Linked DNA regions of Mus musculus: region 1 is linked to region 2. The links are chromatin contacts, called in public promoter capture Hi-C maps. All regions are on one chromosome and are shown on one strand. Each heading gives the region's core, a stretch centred on a gene start, on an enhancer-like site or on the middle of the called end of the contact. The rest is flanking DNA. Distances are from core to core; before and after follow the strand shown.

Region 1 (3,537 bases), core at 52-2,551, 790 kb before region 2:
GACACAAGAATAAGATAAGTCAATAACAGATAGGACACAAATTCACAAAAAGCAGTGTAACATATACCAAGCATGTCTGCAATACAAGTGTCATACAGCGTACAATGTAGTAAAACTACAGAATGCCAAAGTAAAAAACGATCTCCAAGGCCGTCAGGAGATTGGTTTCCTATGATGAAACTCGGTCCGAAAAGACACAAATGAACTCCTCAAGAGTGATGAGAAAGCAGATGATGGAGTCCTATCCTGGAAATGCTGCAAGAAAATAACCCATTTAAAAATAAGAGAGCCGAGCAGTGGTGGCACACACCTTTAACCCCCTCTTGAGAGGCAGAGGCAGGCAGATTTCTGAGTTCGAGGCCAGCCTGGTCTACAAAGTGAGTTCCAGGACAGCCAGGGCTATATAGAGAAACCCTGTCTTGAAAATAAAATTAAATTAAATTAAAATAAAAATAAAGAGAAAAACAAAACAAAACAACAACAAAAACAATGAACTGTTTTTTTTTTTTCTTAAGTCATCACTACCATCCCACCCCCCAAACCCCAGGGCTCAGGGGCCATACATAACAAGGCCAAAGACAGGGTGAAAAAAAATGTTTAAGACATTTAGGAGGACCAGAGTGAACCTGTGTCCTCTGGTCCTAACAGGACAGATGCACTCAACTCAAGACCTCCACAAGAACATGCCAATCAACCTTCTGGCTTCAGAGCACCCAGAGGTCCACCAGGTCCCAGGCACAGTTGAAGTTACAGACAGCTGACGATTTCAGCACGTGGGACAGTCAGGTTTTAAGGGTGTGGCTCCTGATAAGTCAACTATGTATGCCCTGGTGGGTGGCCCTAACCCATTGAGTGTGTATATGTAGTCGTGTGTGTGTGTGTGTGTGTGTGTGTGTGTGTGTGTACAGACTCAGTGGGTTATTTAAGACAACAGAGGAACGGGTAAGAAAGTTGGGAGTCAGGGGGAGCGATGGTGGTGTGTGTGAATGTGTTCAAAAGACATCTATATGAGATTCATAAAGATTTAATAATTACTATACTAAAATCTATGTTGTTAATAGCTAAGAATAATCTCCTATACCTATGGCATGCATCTTGTAAACCCAATGGTAACCACAAAGCAAACCATACAAAATTAGTATTAGGAAAAAGATAACATGTCTAGTTTGCTTTCTATTGCTCTGATAAACACCAATACCAAAAGCAACTTGGAGGGCCCGGAGGACCTTGGGCAGGAAGTGACCTGACAGCTTCCTCCTTGAGGACTAGCCTTCATAATAAAAGAAGAACCAACATAAGCTTCCACAGGAGGGAAGCAGCTGACAAACAGTCCCACCCAGCTATGACACCTACGAGCCACAACGACCAGCATGGCAGTACAAGAAAGACTATCTGGGTAGCAGTGGCAGGCTTTCCTTGGTAATAGCCAACAGGTCTCTTAATTGGTCTTAAAGCCCGCTCAACAAAAGGAAACTCATGCCAACTACCTTGGGCTCATGAAGCCAGAAGCTTGGAGAAGAACCTACAACCACCACTTTACTAAACCAGCATGATCCCTAACTACATTCTACACATTTGACCTCATACACAAAAATAAGTGAAGTGCTCACCCTTCATCAAAGAAACTTCTCTTTGCAACAGCCAGATACAGTACAGAGAATAACCTATCAAAACGCAGAGTAGTGGACCCCAGTCCCAACTTATACACCTATAAAATCTCAAACCTAAGGCCTGGTCATCGGGTGGGCGTGGGGGGGGGGGGGAGTTGTGAGAGCCAGAGACTGTGTCTTCTAGAAATGTCAGAAGCTACACCCATAAAGTCCATCAACATGACTGTCTAAACATGAACTGAGCAAGGACAACACCGGACATGCTCAGTACACAGGGAAAGCTCACCAGGCACCAACCTTATACAGAAAACTAAGCAACTGAAGAAAGCTGAGAAAAAAAGCCTTCCCTGGGTGTCTTAAGTGTTTCTACCGCTGCAAGGAAAACACCATGACCAAAATGCAAGCTGGGGAGGAAAGGGTTCATTTAGCTGACACTTCTAGATCATAATCCATCATCGGAGGAAGTCAGGACAGGAACTAAAGCAGGGATGGAACCTAGATACAAGAGCTGATGCAAAGGTCATGGAGGGATGCTGCTTACTGGCTCCCTTCCCATGGCTTGCTCTACCTGATTCCTTACAGAATTCAGGATACCAGTCTAGGGATGGCATCACCCACAATGAGCAGAAACTAAAATAGAAACTGGAGGTGAAAAGATAAGGAGATTTTTAAAATCCCTATCAACAAACCCTTAGTTGAACAAACAAGCAAACAAAGTAAAAAGCAAAACAAAACAGAAATACAAAACTCGTTAAGACTTAGAACAACAATACACTAATCAAGTGGATAACCTAAAAGAAAACAAACTTGAAGATTCATACACATTTAAGACGGAATGATATAAAGAAATAGAAAATCTAAACAAGTCAGTCCTGAGTAAGGAGATGAAGCAAGGAAATGTCTCCTGTGAATGCAAAGACTGCCAGCTTCACAACTTAGCTCTCCTAAACACAACAAAAGCACACTACAACTCATACCCCGAATAAATATAGGTGCAACAATCCTCCATAAAATATTAGCACACCCAATTCAATGGAATATTTAAAAAAAGAAAACTAATCCACCAGCATGCAGAGTGATTCATACTGGGATGCAAGGTTGGCTGAACCACAAACAAATACATCACATAGACAGAACAGAGAATGGAAGCTATGTGATCATTTCAATAGACGCTGAAAAGCATTTGGTAAAGCACCATCCCTTCCTTCGGGAGAAAGGCCCTCAGGGAGTAGCGACCCAATAAAGGGTCTCTATGACAAGAACACGGACAGCATCATATTCAACAGGTAAAAGTCACACACTCTTTCTCTAAAACCTGGAGCAAGACAGATATTCACTCTCAAAGCATACTGAATGTCCTAGACAGAGCAGAAGAAAAACAGTCATCCAGATTAAAAAGAAATTCAGCTGTGTTTGTATACAATACCATTTCATACAGAAAACCCCAAAGATAACACCAAAAAACCCTTTTGCATACAAAACCAACATATAAAAACCAGCAGTGTTTCTATACACTTAAGTATCTGAAAAATGAAATATGTCATCATGCTTGCAACAGCTGTAGTAAAATAACGTGAAAGGCTTAGGAATGAACTCTATCAGGGCAGGGGTTGTACTTCACCGTTGGGCACCTGCCTGTTGTGCACAAGACTGTCTATCATGGATCCTAGCACCAGATACACACACACACACACGCACACGCACACGCACACGCACACGCACACACACACAAGAACAAGACTGGAAAACATCGATGAAATACACAAATAAATGTAAAGATATACCATGTTCATGGATTAGGATCAATAATATGGTAAAAATGTGCACAACACAGTGATCTGAAAATAAATGGGATTCCCATCAAAATACCAAGGTCATTCTTCCTTACAAAATCAGGATACATTCTTAAACTCATATATAAAAAAAG
Region 2 (3,279 bases), core at 153-2,652:
AGAGGAGAGGACATGGAAGGAGAGGGAAGGAGGGGAGGAGAGGAGAGGGAAGGAAAGGGGTTGGGGGTGGGGAGCGGTCCGTTCTCTTCCAGTTTCATAGATGAGCAGCACCACTAAACCGAAGCAGGATACAGGAGGGAGAATGAAGAGTACAAAGTCCTTTGTGCCTAACAGAGTCATAATAGGTCCCTCCCCGGCAATTACACAGCGGGATATCACAGTCACCTTGGTACCACTTTCCCTGGTGCTTTCAATTCAATTCAAGGAAGTTCCAATTCCTTTGCTTGAGCTGTGGCTTACTGTAAAAGAAATACCTGGAAGCATAGAGCCAGAGTTAACCCTTCTGACAGCTTACAGAAAAGGTGGCAACTGACCCCAAAGTCGTTGTCACAGGTGGAAACACACGGGACTAGCAGCGACCTCATGTCACCAAAGCACTCAGGCTTGCAGGCGACTTCCTTGGGGAGACAGTGCCTTGGCGAAGGTGACACTTTGTCCAAGCACCAATTGCTAGTTAGCGGAGCGCGGCAGATGCGTAATCCCTTATCACCAGCGTGGGTTTCAACGGTTCACTCCTGTCAAGCAGACTGTCCGGAGATGAAAAATGGTGTTTAATAAACAGCAGGCAAGGGCTGAACAAATTGCTAGTCAGAAATAGTCCTAAGAGACCTGCTCTGGAGAGCAGGATCACAACGGGAGAATGGAACCAACGGTCAGAGATTTCCCACGTAAAACACTGTCTGGACTGAGAAACCATGGGCTGCAGAAACCCAGAGAGGCTGGGCACCCCAATTCTAAACGAAAATAGGTTGGGATGTCCACGGTAATCCAAGCACTTAACAGGCAGAGAGACAGAAGGATCAGCAAAGTTTAAGTGAGGCAATTTATCGTGAGATTTTTGCCTCGAAACAAATGTTTTAAAATAAAAAGCAAAAAGCTGAACACCATGGTGTGTGCCCCTGCACCCAGCACTCTGCGGGGAAGTCCATTATCGGCTACGTTCAGCACCCTCCCCTCTCTGCCCAGCACCCGGTTCTCTGCCTCCTACCCCAAAGCCCCGCACCCTACCCTCTGCATCCAATCCCCTGCACCTTGTTCTTTGAACCCAATTCCCAGAGCTCACTCACTGAACTCTGCACCCATAGGCCCTTCTCTGCCCAAAGCTCCTTGTCCTCTGCGGCCAGAGTCATGCGCCATGCTTCTGCTTCCTCAACCAAGTGCCCATCCCTGAAACCTTCTCGGGCCCAACTCAGACCACGCCCCCAGTCTCACTTTTCCTCTGCCTTCCTCTGTTCCTGGAGTCTTTCGTTCCACTCAGGATTCACTTCTGGATCCGCCCCCTGCCCAGTTCCTCCCACCGATTCCACCCATTCTTAAGCGTCTCGGCTCTGTTTGTCCTCAAGGCTGGCTTTAACTTCCTTCCTTGAGCAGAAGAGTACGCGGTGCTGGTGTCCTAGGTAAGCTTGCAGCCTCTACTGTCTGGCCCAAAGTCTCCAGCGAGGTTTGTCGCGGGCCCGCGGAGCCGCCCCGCTCTGTCATCTGGTCTGGCTAGCAGGACAGAAGGATATTGCTTTGACGGTTTCCCAGCGAGAGAGCTCTAAAGAGTGACCTCGCCTGTCTTGTACGAATGGATGTGCTCAGGCCGCCTAGAAAGCCTGGACTAGCAGCGACCTCATGTCACCAAAGCACTCAGGCTTGCAGGCGACTTCCTAAGGGAGACAGTGCCTTGGCGAAGGTGACACTTTGTCCAAGCACCAATTGCTAGCTAAGTGGAGCGCAGCAGATGCGTAATCCCTTATCACCAGCGTGGGTTTCAAGCAATTGGTTGACCTAGTTGAGAGAGGTAACTCAAAAATCTAAACCTACACTCCATTTGAATAAATTTGCTTTAAATGAGCCTTTACATTTTACAACGTCTTTTTTTTTCTCTCTCCTTGGAATAACCCTTGTCAAATTCAAATAAAATGTAGAGGAAAAAAATCTGTAATCTGTAGACAGATTTTATTCAGTGATCATTTGAAACTAGATTATTGGGACAGCAGAGAGAGAATATAACTATGGCATTTTGCTCTGTAGGGTTTGGGACAAATCGGCAATCCTGCTGCAGAAATGAAGGGCAAGGAACAAATAGAAACCAGTGTTTGTAGTCTCTGCAGGTCTTCAGGTTACCAGTGGCTCAGGTGAACCTGGATAGACCAAAGCCGAGAGTCAGTCAGCAGGACTTTGAAAATGCAATGAACCAAGTGAGACTTGAGATGGAGGACCCAGGCAACGAAGTACAGCTAAGACTCTATGCACTAGATAAGCAATGTAAGCCTGAGATCTGACATTGTTTAAAAAAAAAAAAAAAATGTGTGGGCTGGAGAGACAGCTCAGCAGTAAGTGCTTACTGCTCCTCTAAGAGGATCCAGGATTGGTTCTCAGCACCTTCAACCCTACTTTTTTTTTTCCATTTTTTTATTAGGTATTTAGCTCATTTACGTTTTCAATGCTATACCAAAAGTCCCCTATACCCCCCACCCCCCTACCCACCCACTTCCCCTTTTTGGCCCTGGCATTCCCCTGTACTGGGGCATATAAAGTTTGCAAGTCCAATGGGCCTCTCTTTCCACTGATGGCCTATTAGGCCATCTTTTGATACATATGCAGCTAAAGACAAGAGCTCCGGGGTACTGGTTAGTTCATATTGTTGTTCCACCTATAGGGTTGCAGTTAGCTGTCTCTTTTTTTTTTCCTGTTTTTATTTATTTATTTATTTATTTATTTGTCATCTTGCTATTTGTGAGGTGTTTCACATTTTTTTAAAATTAGGTATTTTCCTTATTTACATTTTCAATGTTAGCTGTCTCTTAACTCTAGTTTCAGACCTCTGTGGTCACAAGGCATGCCCCTGGTATACATACATACATACATATCATACATATATACATACACGAGATGCATGCATGCAGGCTTTGGTTTGTTTTGCTGTTTCTATTAGAGTTAGGCCTTGAAATACTGTTAAAGTACAAGGTAGCCCCAAGTATCTCTCCTGAAAAAATGTAAAAGATTTAGCAGTCAGATGTTTGGTCCATTGCTCGATTCCCCTCTGATTAGAATAAATCCACAGAGAAGATATTTTGGGACAACTGGAAAAAGTTGAATATGGGCTGAGTTTTAGCAACTATCATTTAGTTGCTAGATAAGAGCAATATGGAGGTCATTATTAATGGTGCCATTGGCAACATCATAAAGTGTTTGTACTTTTAAAAAAATGCATAGTAAATATTCAAAGCTGAA

Evidence for each region. Promoter capture Hi-C pulls out the DNA fragments that hold promoters and counts their contacts.
Region 1: a contact with region 2 is called in a promoter capture Hi-C map of hematopoietic stem and progenitor cells, with 2.5 times the contacts expected there. The contact joins the enhancer-like site here to the promoter of Eci3 in region 2. A contact is called at or near these places in 7 of 39 promoter capture datasets (the SN4741 cell line, cranial neural crest, embryonic stem cells and 4 more) and 7 of 115 datasets of contacts at active chromatin or transcription factors (bone marrow-derived macrophages, embryonic limb bud, embryonic midbrain and 2 more).

The regions. Positions count from the first base shown.
Region 1 is chr13:35,747,130-35,750,666 of GRCm38.p6, reverse strand. The region is part of intron 3 of Cdyl (chromodomain protein, Y chromosome-like); the gene reads right to left. Among named protein-coding and RNA genes, the nearest start is that of Cdyl, 89 kb to the right of the region's middle. Within about 2 kb of position 1,301, at least 14 of the 459 cell types and tissues checked have an H3K27ac peak or open chromatin away from gene starts, as enhancers often do. A contact at or near this core is called in hematopoietic stem and progenitor cells, where this site is marked.
Region 2 is chr13:34,961,932-34,965,210 of GRCm38.p6, reverse strand. It overlaps Eci3 (enoyl-Coenzyme A delta isomerase 3), which reads left to right and starts at 1,402. Exons shown (of 9, transcript NM_026947.4): 1 at 1,402-1,457. It overlaps Gm16984 (a long non-coding RNA gene), which reads right to left and starts at 1,261. Exons shown (of 3, transcript XR_873227.2): 1 at 1,128-1,261; 2 at 375-587.